2 separate regions of the Mus musculus genome follow, and region 1 is linked to region 2. Evidence: chromatin contacts called from public Hi-C data. All regions are on one chromosome and are shown on one strand. The core of a region is the stretch at or near the end of the contact, and the rest is flanking DNA. Distances in the headings are between cores, read along the strand shown.

Region 1 (5,480 bases), core at 2,243-4,742, 44 kb after region 2:
AGGAGACATGAGACCAGAGAAAGGCCCACAGATCCAGGGCTGCAGTATCATTTATTTGGGACTTACTGACACAAGTTTGGAGGTCAAGAGCAAAAAGCCTGGTGACTCTCCATTATCTAGGTCAGAAGGGGGCTTTAAAAAAGAAAAAAAGACTGTTGCTGTCTTCAGACACACCAGAAGAGGGCATCGGATCCCATTATAGATGTTTGTGAGCCACCATGTGGTGGCTGGGAATTGAACTCAGGACCTCTGGAAGAGCAATCTGTGCTCTTAATCGCTGAGCCATCATCTCTCTAGCCCAGAAGGTAGCTTTTTTTTTTTTTTTTTTTACATTTTCTTTATTTACATTTAAAATGTTATCCCTTTTCTGGCCATACCCCCCACCCGAAACCTCCTATCCTCTCCCCCTCTCCCTGCTTTTATGAGGGTGCTCCCCCATCCACCCACTCCTGCCTCCTAGCCCTCCCATCCCCCTACACTGGGGTGTCAAGCCTTCATAGGACCAAGGGCATCTTCTCCCATTGATGCCCGACAAGGCCATCCTCTGCTACACATGTGGCTGGAGCCATGGGTCCCTCCATGGATAGTCCTTGGTTAGTGGTTTAGTCCCTGGGAGCTCTGGGGGTCTGGTTGGTTGATATTGTTATTCTTCCTATGGAGTTGCAAACCCCTTCAGCTCCTTTAGTCCTTTTTCTAACTCCTCCATTGGGGACCCCATGCTCAGTCCAATGGATGGCTGCAAGCATTGGACTCTGTATTTGTCAGGTTCTAGCAGAGCCTCTCAGGAGACAGCTATCTCAGGCTCCTGTCAGCAAACACTTCTTGGCATCCACAATAGTGTCTGAGTTTGGTGACTGTATATGGGATAGATCCCCAGGTTGGGCAGTCTCTGGATGGCCTTTCCTTCAGTCTCTGCTCCACACTTTGTCTCTGTATATCCACTGGTGGGCATTTTGTTTCCCCTTCTATTAGGACATAATGTTTCCTCCAAATTCAGGAACACCCCATGCTTGTCTCAAGCTAATGCCAGAAATGGCAGGCACATTCGCATACGCAACAGACTGCTCAGACAGTCCCGCACTCTAAAGGTTTTCTCTACAAGCTACGCCAGGAAGCTCACTAGGCTTACTCAAGGGCAATCAATATGACCCAAGATGGACACAGTCAGTCATTTCAATCTTGTCACTCCAATTGGTAAAATGTAGAGAAACCAAAACTTTCGCATACTCCTGGTAGGCCTGTAAAGTAAAAAGGTTGCTTTGTTATCTATCTGGCAGTTTCTCAAAAAGTGAAATGTAACTATATGACCAGGAAATAATGCTTAGTTCCAATCACAAACATACCACACAGAAATCTTTAAATGAATGGCAGCATTATCCCGACATGCTGAAAGGCAAAACAACCCAGATGTCCATCAACTAACAAAGAGATCAGAAAAATGAGACCTATGAACAGGAGCTAGTGTTCAGCCACTGAAAGGGATGAAGTACAAGCTAGAAGAGAAATAAACCTTGGGACTTTATGCTAGCTTAAAGTCAGTCAGAAAGTACATAGGTGATCCTACAGACACAGAAAACGATGACTGGTTGCCCTCACTAAAGATGAAGAAATGAGGAGAGTGGTGACAACTTAAAGGCTCAGACTGCCTTTGGGAGATGATGAAATGTTCTAAAACTTATTGGGCTAATGGCTATACAACTGTAGATATGCAAAAAAAAAGTGACTTGTGTACTTAAATAGACAAATTACATGTTCCATGTGTTAGATTTGGGGGAGAGGAGAAAAACTCCTCTATAAAAGCTTTGTTGAGTTGTAATAACAGACTGTTGCATATGTACATCTTCAATGTTCCCAGTGTAGACCAGAATGAATACCAGTAACTACCACTTTGGTACTCACCTGGTAGCTTATCTGTTTTCCTCTACTAAGCCAGGAGTTCTTCTAGGCAGGGATTTGACTCCTGCTCTTTGGAATTCAGTGAGTGTCTATACACTGTGTATGACATGTGATAGGATGTACCATTAACTGTTAGTCAAGCTCACCCTTAAGTGACTCTGGGGGAAGCTTTGCCTCAACTGGGGTCAGCAGGCAAAGTCTAAGGGTACATCTGAGCAGAAACTCCAGCGATGAGAGAAAAGCAAGAGATGAGCATTTCAGCAATGGAGAAAACAAACAGGGCAAGGACCTCAAGGTGGGAATACAGGCCACCAGTACCTGGGCTCTCAAGGGACAGAGTCACATCTACAATGCACTCTGTACTCTCTAGAGCACTCAGAAGGAAAGGTGTCTTCCACTCACGTTCAGTAGCACTTTTTAAAGATATTTCAGTTGGGCAAAAGGGGGTTTTAGAACTCTTCACTGATTAGGATAATCGCAGATTTACTCTTCTTCAAGATAGAAATCATGGATAGGAAAAAAATGAGCAAAACTTTTTTGAATTTTGTAATGACAAGAAGTGCAGCTTTACATACACGGCTCATCAAATACATTCTGCAGGCAGGCTAATGTGCTCAACCTGCCCTCAGCCCCTAGAGCATGGCGCTTTGCATTTATAGTATTTTTAATCTCTAATGCTCCAGAGGCTGGAAGGACAGCCAATATGCACAAATTCAAAGAGGATTACAGTTCAAAGGGAGCTGTCCAGCAACCAACGGGCTGAAATCAGAGGAGATGATTCACAAACTGTTCCCGTAGCTCAAGGACATTACAGGGATTATTCACAAGACAAAGTTACCAGCAGAACTTTGTGAACAACAGCAAATTGTTCCAGTCCGTTCTCCCAGTATTCAGGCCCATGCATTTACAGAGTCTGTAAAACCGCCAGAATGTAGTAGTCAAAGGGGCTGATTTTGAAACATTCTCATGCCAAAAACCAAGAATAACAGCTATGAGGAGAGCAGTAACTTGTTTATCTCTACCTCAGGGACAAAAATGTTTTAAAGTATTAAATGAAATCTTCATGGTTTTGTTGTTTTGAGACTGAGTCTTACTACGTAGCCCTAGCTGGCCTGGAATTCATTAAGCAGAACAAGTTGGCCTTGGACTTAGTGATCCTCCTGACTCTAGAATGATAAAATTATAGGCGTGCACCACCCCAGATCAAGTTGTACTCTAAGAGGCAACAAGAGGCTGAACAAGTGAACGCCCAAAACCATGATAAAGCTCCACTACCAACTAAGATTCCTACAGATGCATGGTAGAAAGGGGAAACCTACTAACTCTAAGTTCAGGCACAGGTGACAAGACGACACGCAAGTCACTGAGGGGAAGAGTGGGGGCCGGGGAGGCCACGACCGCCCGCGAGCTCCGAGGCTGCCCAGTCGGCGCTCACCTTCCGGGCCCGGCGGCGGCTCCGGTCGCTTCCCGCGAGACAAGAAGGCCTTGGGCAGCAGCAGCGACACGGCCAGGACGAGCCCCGAGGCCAGCGCCACTCTCTGCACCGTGGAGTACGCCATGGCTGCGTACCGCAGGACCCAGGAGTCCGAACCGGAACCGGAACCGCAGCGCGCAATCCGGCTCACACTCGACCGGCGAGCTGCACGGACGGCGGCGCGCGAGGGACAAGATGAGAGCGCCCTCCACTCTACCAAAGTGCTCCAGGGCGGTGCGGTTGTAAGCCAACAGCAAGCTTCTATCTCCTAGCTCGCTTGCGTTCAGCTGTCACCCAGGCCCGGGCATCCAAGCACCTAAACCTGGCAGTTTTGCACTTCTCTCCATTTCTGCTCACCACATAACCCTAAACCCTTTCTCCTTTGAAGGAACTCGCTTTCCTAACTTCCATTCATGCACTTCCCTTCCACACTCTGTCTACAACCAAGGGCGATTAAAAACAAAACTCAGGACTATTGAGCTCTCGTCATAGCTTAAAGCCTTCCAGAACCTGCCATGACCTTCGGAACAACATCAAACTTCTTTCTCTGACCTCAAGACCATGCATGATCTACTCTTACCAATGTTCTTTAGAAAATGGATGACATATTCGCTACCAGTTTTCTTGGTTCAAGTGGACTTTTAATAAATTCATCCTGTTTCCTCTACTTGGAAAATTCCTATTGTCATCCTCATCTGTCAAAAATTCCCCAGAAGAAACAGCTTAGAACAACTATCCTTAAGAAACGTTTTCAGCCAGTCTTCTCCTCTGTTACAAAATCTTGGCTCCGTGCCACCCGTTTCTATTCCTTTAACAAATGTTCTTTTCATTTTAATCTACTTATCAAACTTTGAAGTTAGTATTACAGAGTGTGATGGATCAAATGGGTTCCGCTGAGAAACAGGTTGGTATCTAAACAAAAATTCTGGACTCCTCAGTCAGCTCAACTGCAAAAGGGAGTCAGGAAGGCTCTGCTGAGGTAAAATTTGAGCTCTTTATCTAATAAGCAGGCAAGTGAGAGGGGGTGGGGGAGTGTTCCAGGAAAAGAAGCATAGAAAGCTAAGGGAGGGGAATTCAACGCTTCCTGCCATGTTCTATAATGTACAGTAATTTAGTTTAGCTGGACATTCAGTTGGTGACCAAACATAAAGTGGTGAGACTGTAGATCTCAAAAGTAGATTTTGAAAAGTGTAGGGAAAACTTTCAGTGAAACGTGGAGAGTGGAACACCTGAATTTGTCTTTGCTTCCCGTAGATACCTCCTGAAATGAAAATGTGCACACACCTACAAGACTAAAGAGAATGGTTGAAAACGGGATTATCAGATGAGAAGGATCAAAAGTCTGTAAGGTACATAGCAACATCATCCAATAGAAACATAATGTCAGGTTTCCTAGTACTCACATTAAAAGGGTTAAAATAAAGAAGTGAAATTAATTTAAATAAGTTTTATATGATTTGGTGTACCCAAAATATTATTTCAGATTGTGTGGTACTAGTCAGTCACATTTTAGTGAGCCAGTAGACACATGCACTATCGGCTACCAACTGGACAGTAAAGGTATATAACATAAAAAGACAATTGGTCACAAAAGGAAAGCCTCTATGAAGCAAACTAATTTGTTCTCAAGAACCTATAAATTCTAGTAATTAGAAGCGCTGGGTACCTTTGAATGTGGGATGTGTCATGCAGCTGAATAAAGGACTAGTGGAGGGTCTAGTTAAGAAGTAGATATCCAAGCTGGACATGATGGTGCACACCTTCAATCCCAGCTCTTGGGAGGCAGTGGCAGGTGGATCTCTGTGAGTTCAAGGTCAGACTGGTCTACACAGTGAGTTCTAGGACACCCAGAACTACATAGAGACCCTGACTCCAACAAAGAACAAATCAAAATAGAAGTAAATATCCTTCTAATATCTTTCCAACAGAGGTTTATCCCTGCTGGAACCCTTCAGACAGCCTTGCCATTTGTGTCCTCCATGCCACTAAAGGCTATTAAGCCACTACAATGTTCTCAGAGTGGCACATAATGCCCTAGTTACTTTTCTCTTGCTGGGATAAACCCCATAACTAAAATCAACCCAGACTAGGAAACAGTTTATTTGGCTTA
Region 2 (5,576 bases), core at 2,354-4,853:
TTCTGGCTGATCACCCACCTGACTTACCAAGCACACTCCTAGGTGATGTACAGTGGCTTCTTAGGCCAACTACTGCTATGGTGCCCCATAGGTCACTGGAGACCTAATGGTAAGGCCTTGATGAAACCCTTAATATTGAGAAATGAAGATCATACAATGAAACCAAGCCCCTTGATTTTGGTCAACCTGTAAAAATCATATCTAAAAGATAAAATTCTGGGAAAAAATGCCTATATTCCAAATTACTAATAGGTTCTTCAAAGTTTCTGGTATATACAAACAAATATATTCCTATATGCAGACTAACATGTAGAGTGGCAAGAACCATGAAGGACTGGTCCTTTTGGCAGGAATTGTTTCCATAGCTAATCCCCAATGATAGAGTTGGTGCTAAACCCTTTTCACCTGATTACCCATCTATACACCAACCACACTGTTCTTGCTAACCTACTTTTTTTGCCCAAATGTCCTTCCTCCTCTTGCCATGTTTTAGCTTTCCACAAGGTGTCTCTGAGATTTTTTTGGTACTTGGCAAGAACATTCTTGTTCTTCTGTGCTCCTACAGTTTAGGGTCCACACTATAATGAATAAAACAGCTACCACATGATATGTTGTTTTGCATGAGCTAACAACATAAGCATGCTGCCCTATGTGCACTGACTACCTCATTTGCAGCTTACAGCCCTGTAAGACCTGTGTTTTTACTACCCTCACACTTTATAGATGCCCAACCAGGCTTGGGATGCTTAAGGAGCCAATCCAGAATTCCACAGCCTGAATTGCAGGGAAATCTGTCTGAAGAATTCACAATCTCTAGCCTTCCTATGGTCCATAGTGCATCTGTTAGATTAGCACATTAAACTGAAATTCGTACAAATTCAGTCTTCTTAGTTGGGGCATTGGACTATGCACAGACACTCAGTACTTAGCACAGGGCCGTTGTCCAACAAATGAATGAGAAGGAAACAAGTTCTTATCTAATAACAGAATTATATCCTATGAACAAAAATTAGAACCAGTGATACGGGGCTATCTTAAATCAACTTCTCATGGTGGATGCCAGAACCATCCAGAAAACAATCTGCTCAAACAAGAGTATCTGCGTTGCTTTTTACACTTAGTTATGTCAAGACCATCTTCAGTACATGTTCAACTGCATTCTGCACAATTTCAATCAAACATTCTACACAGGGATTGGTACAGTGCAGCGTTTGTGTTTCTCTAGTCCCGTTAACATGTAAAGCTTTCTAGTAGCTGACAGTGTCTTAGTGTGGTCTCAGACCTGATGACAGCCAGGGCAGTACGCTCCTGAGTGGTCCAAACTATCTTCTGGCATCATAGGCATGCCAGGCACAATAGAACTCTAAAGACTATCCAGCTTCACAGAATTCCTTAAATTTTGAGTCTCCCATTTCATGACTCGGAATGTTGTTGGAGATGCACAGCCTTTCAGCTTTCAATTCATGTAACTGAACTGACACACCCTTGTTAGAATTCTCAGGGTTTCCTGGCTACTTGAGCTCCTCATGGAAGGACCACCATACTTAAGCAGTCCTGTAGCTTCAACAGCCTCAAACTTCAGCTCTGTGGGACACAGATTAATGCCTCCAAATCCCTCTAGCCACAGAAGACATTCAGAGTTGCCTCTAGATTTGGCAGTTCTGTTCAACAGAATAAAGACAAAGGAAGCAGGGATCGAGGGAATATACAAGCAAAATGGTCTCCAAATAGGCCCGTGAGTTCATGGCCTGCTGCTCTGGAGGAGTCAGGGCATCTTAGAAGGCTGTGAGGAGAGACTGCAGCTCAATCAGATATCTTGCTGTGCTCTGGGCCCCTAGGCTCAGAATTGAGCATGCTCTTCTCAGGGACCACTAACCAGCTGAAGGCCCAAAGAATAAGGCATTTGGGAATCTAAAATCTTCATTCTTAAAACTTAAGTCCTCAATATCAGCTAACCCAGTTCTCTTTCACGGTCATCCTATCCTAACAAATCCATTCAATAAATCATTCACAGGTAAATCATCTGTTGCTCCTATGAGGAGGGGTCAGACATTTGCCTAGGTGGTACCACCTGCAAGCACAAACAACCAAATACAATTACCGAGTGGATTAGTGTCTCTGATAGGGAAACTCATGAATAGGAAGGTGATTCTGTGCTGTGTTCACACTCTGATAGGGAAGCGCATGACTAGGAAGGTGATTCTGTCCCGTGTTCACACTACTGGCTACTTTACAAAGTGACAGGTGTGCAAGCACCGGGAAGGATTAGCTGTATCCATGGTAGTGGCCCAAGAGCTATGGTATTGAACACAGAGGATGCAGAGGGCACAAGGCCATGGATGAAACTGAGGAAAGGTGCCATGGGAACAGAGTAATGGATACTTTCCCAAGCAGGCTGCTTTCACTCAAAACCCTGGGGGTTGCGCTTCCTCAACATACCACCCACGTGTGCATTATCAGTGCTGACTCCCAGCCCTTCATTTGTAAAGTCCTGGGGCAAGTTTTCCTTGGTGGCTTCCTCTTGCTCACTGTAGCCATCTGCACTGAAACCAGCATTCTCTGCCAAGACAGCAGGATCCTCCTCTTCATGAACACAGCAGGAGCATGATTCTGGTTTGGGATCACACGGGGCAACAGAATTATCTTTCTGGGCTCCAGGGTCAGTGGGCAAATGATCCCAGCTCAAACGCTCTGATCCTTCCTCTTCTATCTCTCCCATTTGTTCAGCAATTTCTTCAGCAGAGGGCTCTTTTAGGTCAGGGTAATCCACCAGGATTGTTTCTTGCCTACGCTTGATACCATCCGAAAGGTCATATATTGGATAAGTCTCTTCTGGGTAACCTAGAGAGGAAAGTAGCACAAAGTCTTAAAAAGAGCATCTTTGAAAATAAATAGTGTCAGGATCAGAGAGCATTCTCTGGCAACAGCCATCCTATCCTAACAAATCCATTCAATAAATCTCTAAGATGGTCCTAATAGTCCTCAAGTTTCACTTGAACAAATTCTGAGCAGTCTGGCTGACTGTCTCAGTGCTCTGTGAAATACAACCCAGGGCAGAGGAAAATCCTTTGTAAGTAAGGTGCTTGGGGTAGAGGTAAGTCTCACCCCTCATGTTTCTGCAGCATTGATGAAGATTATGCAAACAGCATGAGCCTTCAGCGCTACAGATGGAGAGGGCTTAGCTTAAGGCTAGTATTTACAATTTCTATTTGGAACCAGTTCCAAATCTTCTGGTGGAGGTGGGGCTGGGAAAAGGAATGCTAAGCTCTTTGAAAAATAAACCACAGTGCTTTCTACTTATCAAAACAACCAAATAGTCTGTAACTGTCAGAAGCTGGGGCAAGTTAGCAAGACATGACCAAGACCCCACAAGGCAAGAACTGCATTTTTAGAGACAGAACTTCCAATGTTGGCATCTTCATTTTGACAAAATGGAACAAAAGGAAAAAACAACAAACAGGTAAGCAAAGTGAGTAACACTGCACCAAACCTCGGCTATGATAATAAGAAAGAGGCTGTGCTGCCAAGTAAGGAATGAAATGAACTAAATCTGTGTGTGCCAGGCCACGCCGAGCGGCAGATGGACCATGTGGGGGCTCATATGGCAGTGCTGGCAATGCAGTGCTCACTACACAGTGGAAACTGCAGAACTCAAATCCATTTGCACACTGATGATAACTGCATATTCAGCTCCAACAGACACCACTTTTGCCCATCAATTGCGAAAAACAGCAACCTTTTGGTACATGTGAGGTATCTAGAGACATTTTTACAACAGTATTATACAAATATTCAAATTTATAAAAGTATTACAACATTTATAAAAGTATTAAAACGCTGCAGTTTTTTAGGAGGGTGGTATAGCCTTTATTTTGTTATATTTTTCCTACTAGTTTTAATTACAAACAAGTTTTAGAAGAAAACACAATTCACCCAAAATCCTTCCACTGGTAATTTGTTTACCTCTGGCTTTTAAAATCATATGCATAGTATTTCCTGCTTTTTTTTTAATAAAGAAGGATTATGTTGTTTAATAAAGAAAGAATATATAATGTACTGTCGTCCTATACATATGTATCATTGGCATTTCTCTGTGTCATGCAACCAATGTGATTTGCCATTCTTATATAAGGCATCTGAGCAGCTTCCTTCTGATGTCTCCATTGCAAACTATGTGGTGGTGAGGAACTCTGTATAAACCCAGACCATCTACTCCAATTCCTCAAGAATTCCTCCATATTCTTCTAGAAATATGGAGAGTAGGCCAAGGAGAACAGTCATTTTAAAAGATTTTGTATCCTCACCAAATTACTCTGCAGGAGAGTCATATAGTAGTTCAGTTCTCCCAGTGATGTAGAAACTCCCTCTTACCAAACCCTTACCATCACTGGCATGATCATCAGAATCTTGGCTATACAGCCTTCACTCCCAGGATAGCTGTGGACAGAGTTCTAGGTAAAACAAGAGTGCAGCTACCACTACGGTTTGAGTGTCCCTATCCAAAACCCTTGTTGAAGTTCAATTCTCAAAGTTGTATGTTAATGGTATTTTGATGGCAGGTCTTTAGGAGGGGATTAAATCAGAAGGTGGGATTAAAACTGAAGGTAGTTTTCACATGATGGCATTCATGTCTTTGTAAGAGGAAAAATTGAAGGCATCAATCTTGTTCTGTCTGGCCATGTGACCTTTGCCATACAATGACACAGCAAGAAGTCTCTCACCAGATGCCAAGTGGATGCTGACACCATGTTTTTAGACTCCCAGAACATCAGCTAAATAAACCTCCATGCTTTATGAGCGACCTCATCTGGTATTCAGTTATAGCAACAGAAAAATGGACATTGATAATTACCCAAGGCCTTCATAACCTCATGGCAGGGGCTTGCTACTTAGCTCTCAACCACTGACTTCTCAAGAGAAGTCCATTTGCTTGCCTTCACTCTATATGAAGAGCAAAGCTTACCTTTGCATTTTGATGATTACCTGCTTTGGTGTCAGTGGGAAAGCAATTAGACTCTAGCTCTAGGCCCAATCTAGCTGCCCCAGGATTCAGTCATCCTGGCCTCCATGGCCCAAGGCATCAAGCCAAGATGGCACAAAGTCCCAGGGCAGCCCTATGACCATAGTTATGCCTACACCTAGCAATCTCTATACCAGCCCCACAGAAACAGGATCCAGGCCTACCCAGCAACAAATGAGCTATAGATTCCAGACCAACCCTGAAACAGGAAACCCAGCCACAGAATCTATGTCTGTCCAGAATCAAGGTACATCTAGAATCAGAAACCAAGTTGTTAAATGTAGACATAGGATCTAGACTTATCTACTGATAGTGCAGACCTGAAGCTAATTTCCACAGTCTGGTGGAATGCTCACTTCAGAAGATGTGAGTAATAGACAATACATCGCACCAAGCTTCTAGATCACCTCTGGATCCCATAGTCCCAGGACCTAAAGAAACATCCACAAGACTTTCTAACAAAGAATAGGTCCTCAGATTGCCCCAGCACCAGGCCAGACCTTTTAGACTCATGTTTCCAGGCCCATTTCAATACTTAGCCTCTGCAGACTTGGTT

What was found. Hi-C and Micro-C count contacts between places; a contact is called where the count stands out from the background.
Region 1: a Hi-C map of cerebellum shows a contact between it and region 2, with 2.1 times the contacts expected there. The contact joins the promoter of Ric3 here to the enhancer-like site in region 2. A contact is called at or near these places in 1 of 39 promoter capture datasets (macrophages), 3 of 484 Hi-C or Micro-C datasets (cerebellar granule neurons, cerebellum and nephron progenitors), 1 of 115 datasets of contacts at active chromatin or transcription factors (embryonic stem cells) and 2 of 9 other capture datasets (adipose tissue and pancreatic islet).

Annotation. Positions count from the first base shown.
Region 1 is chr7:109,079,832-109,085,311 of GRCm38.p6, forward strand. It overlaps Ric3 (RIC3 acetylcholine receptor chaperone), which reads right to left and starts at 3,493. Exons shown (of 6, transcript NM_001038624.1): 1 at 3,332-3,493. The coding sequence starts at 3,455.
Region 2 is chr7:109,036,043-109,041,618 of GRCm38.p6, forward strand. It overlaps Ric3 (RIC3 acetylcholine receptor chaperone), which reads right to left. Exons shown (of 6, transcript NM_001038624.1): 6 at 1-2,841. The coding sequence ends at 2,402. Among named protein-coding and RNA genes, the nearest start is that of Tub, 28 kb to the left of the region's middle. Within about 2 kb of position 3,604, at least 18 of the 459 cell types and tissues checked have an H3K27ac peak or open chromatin away from gene starts, as enhancers often do. A contact at or near this core is called in cerebellar granule neurons and cerebellum, where this site is marked.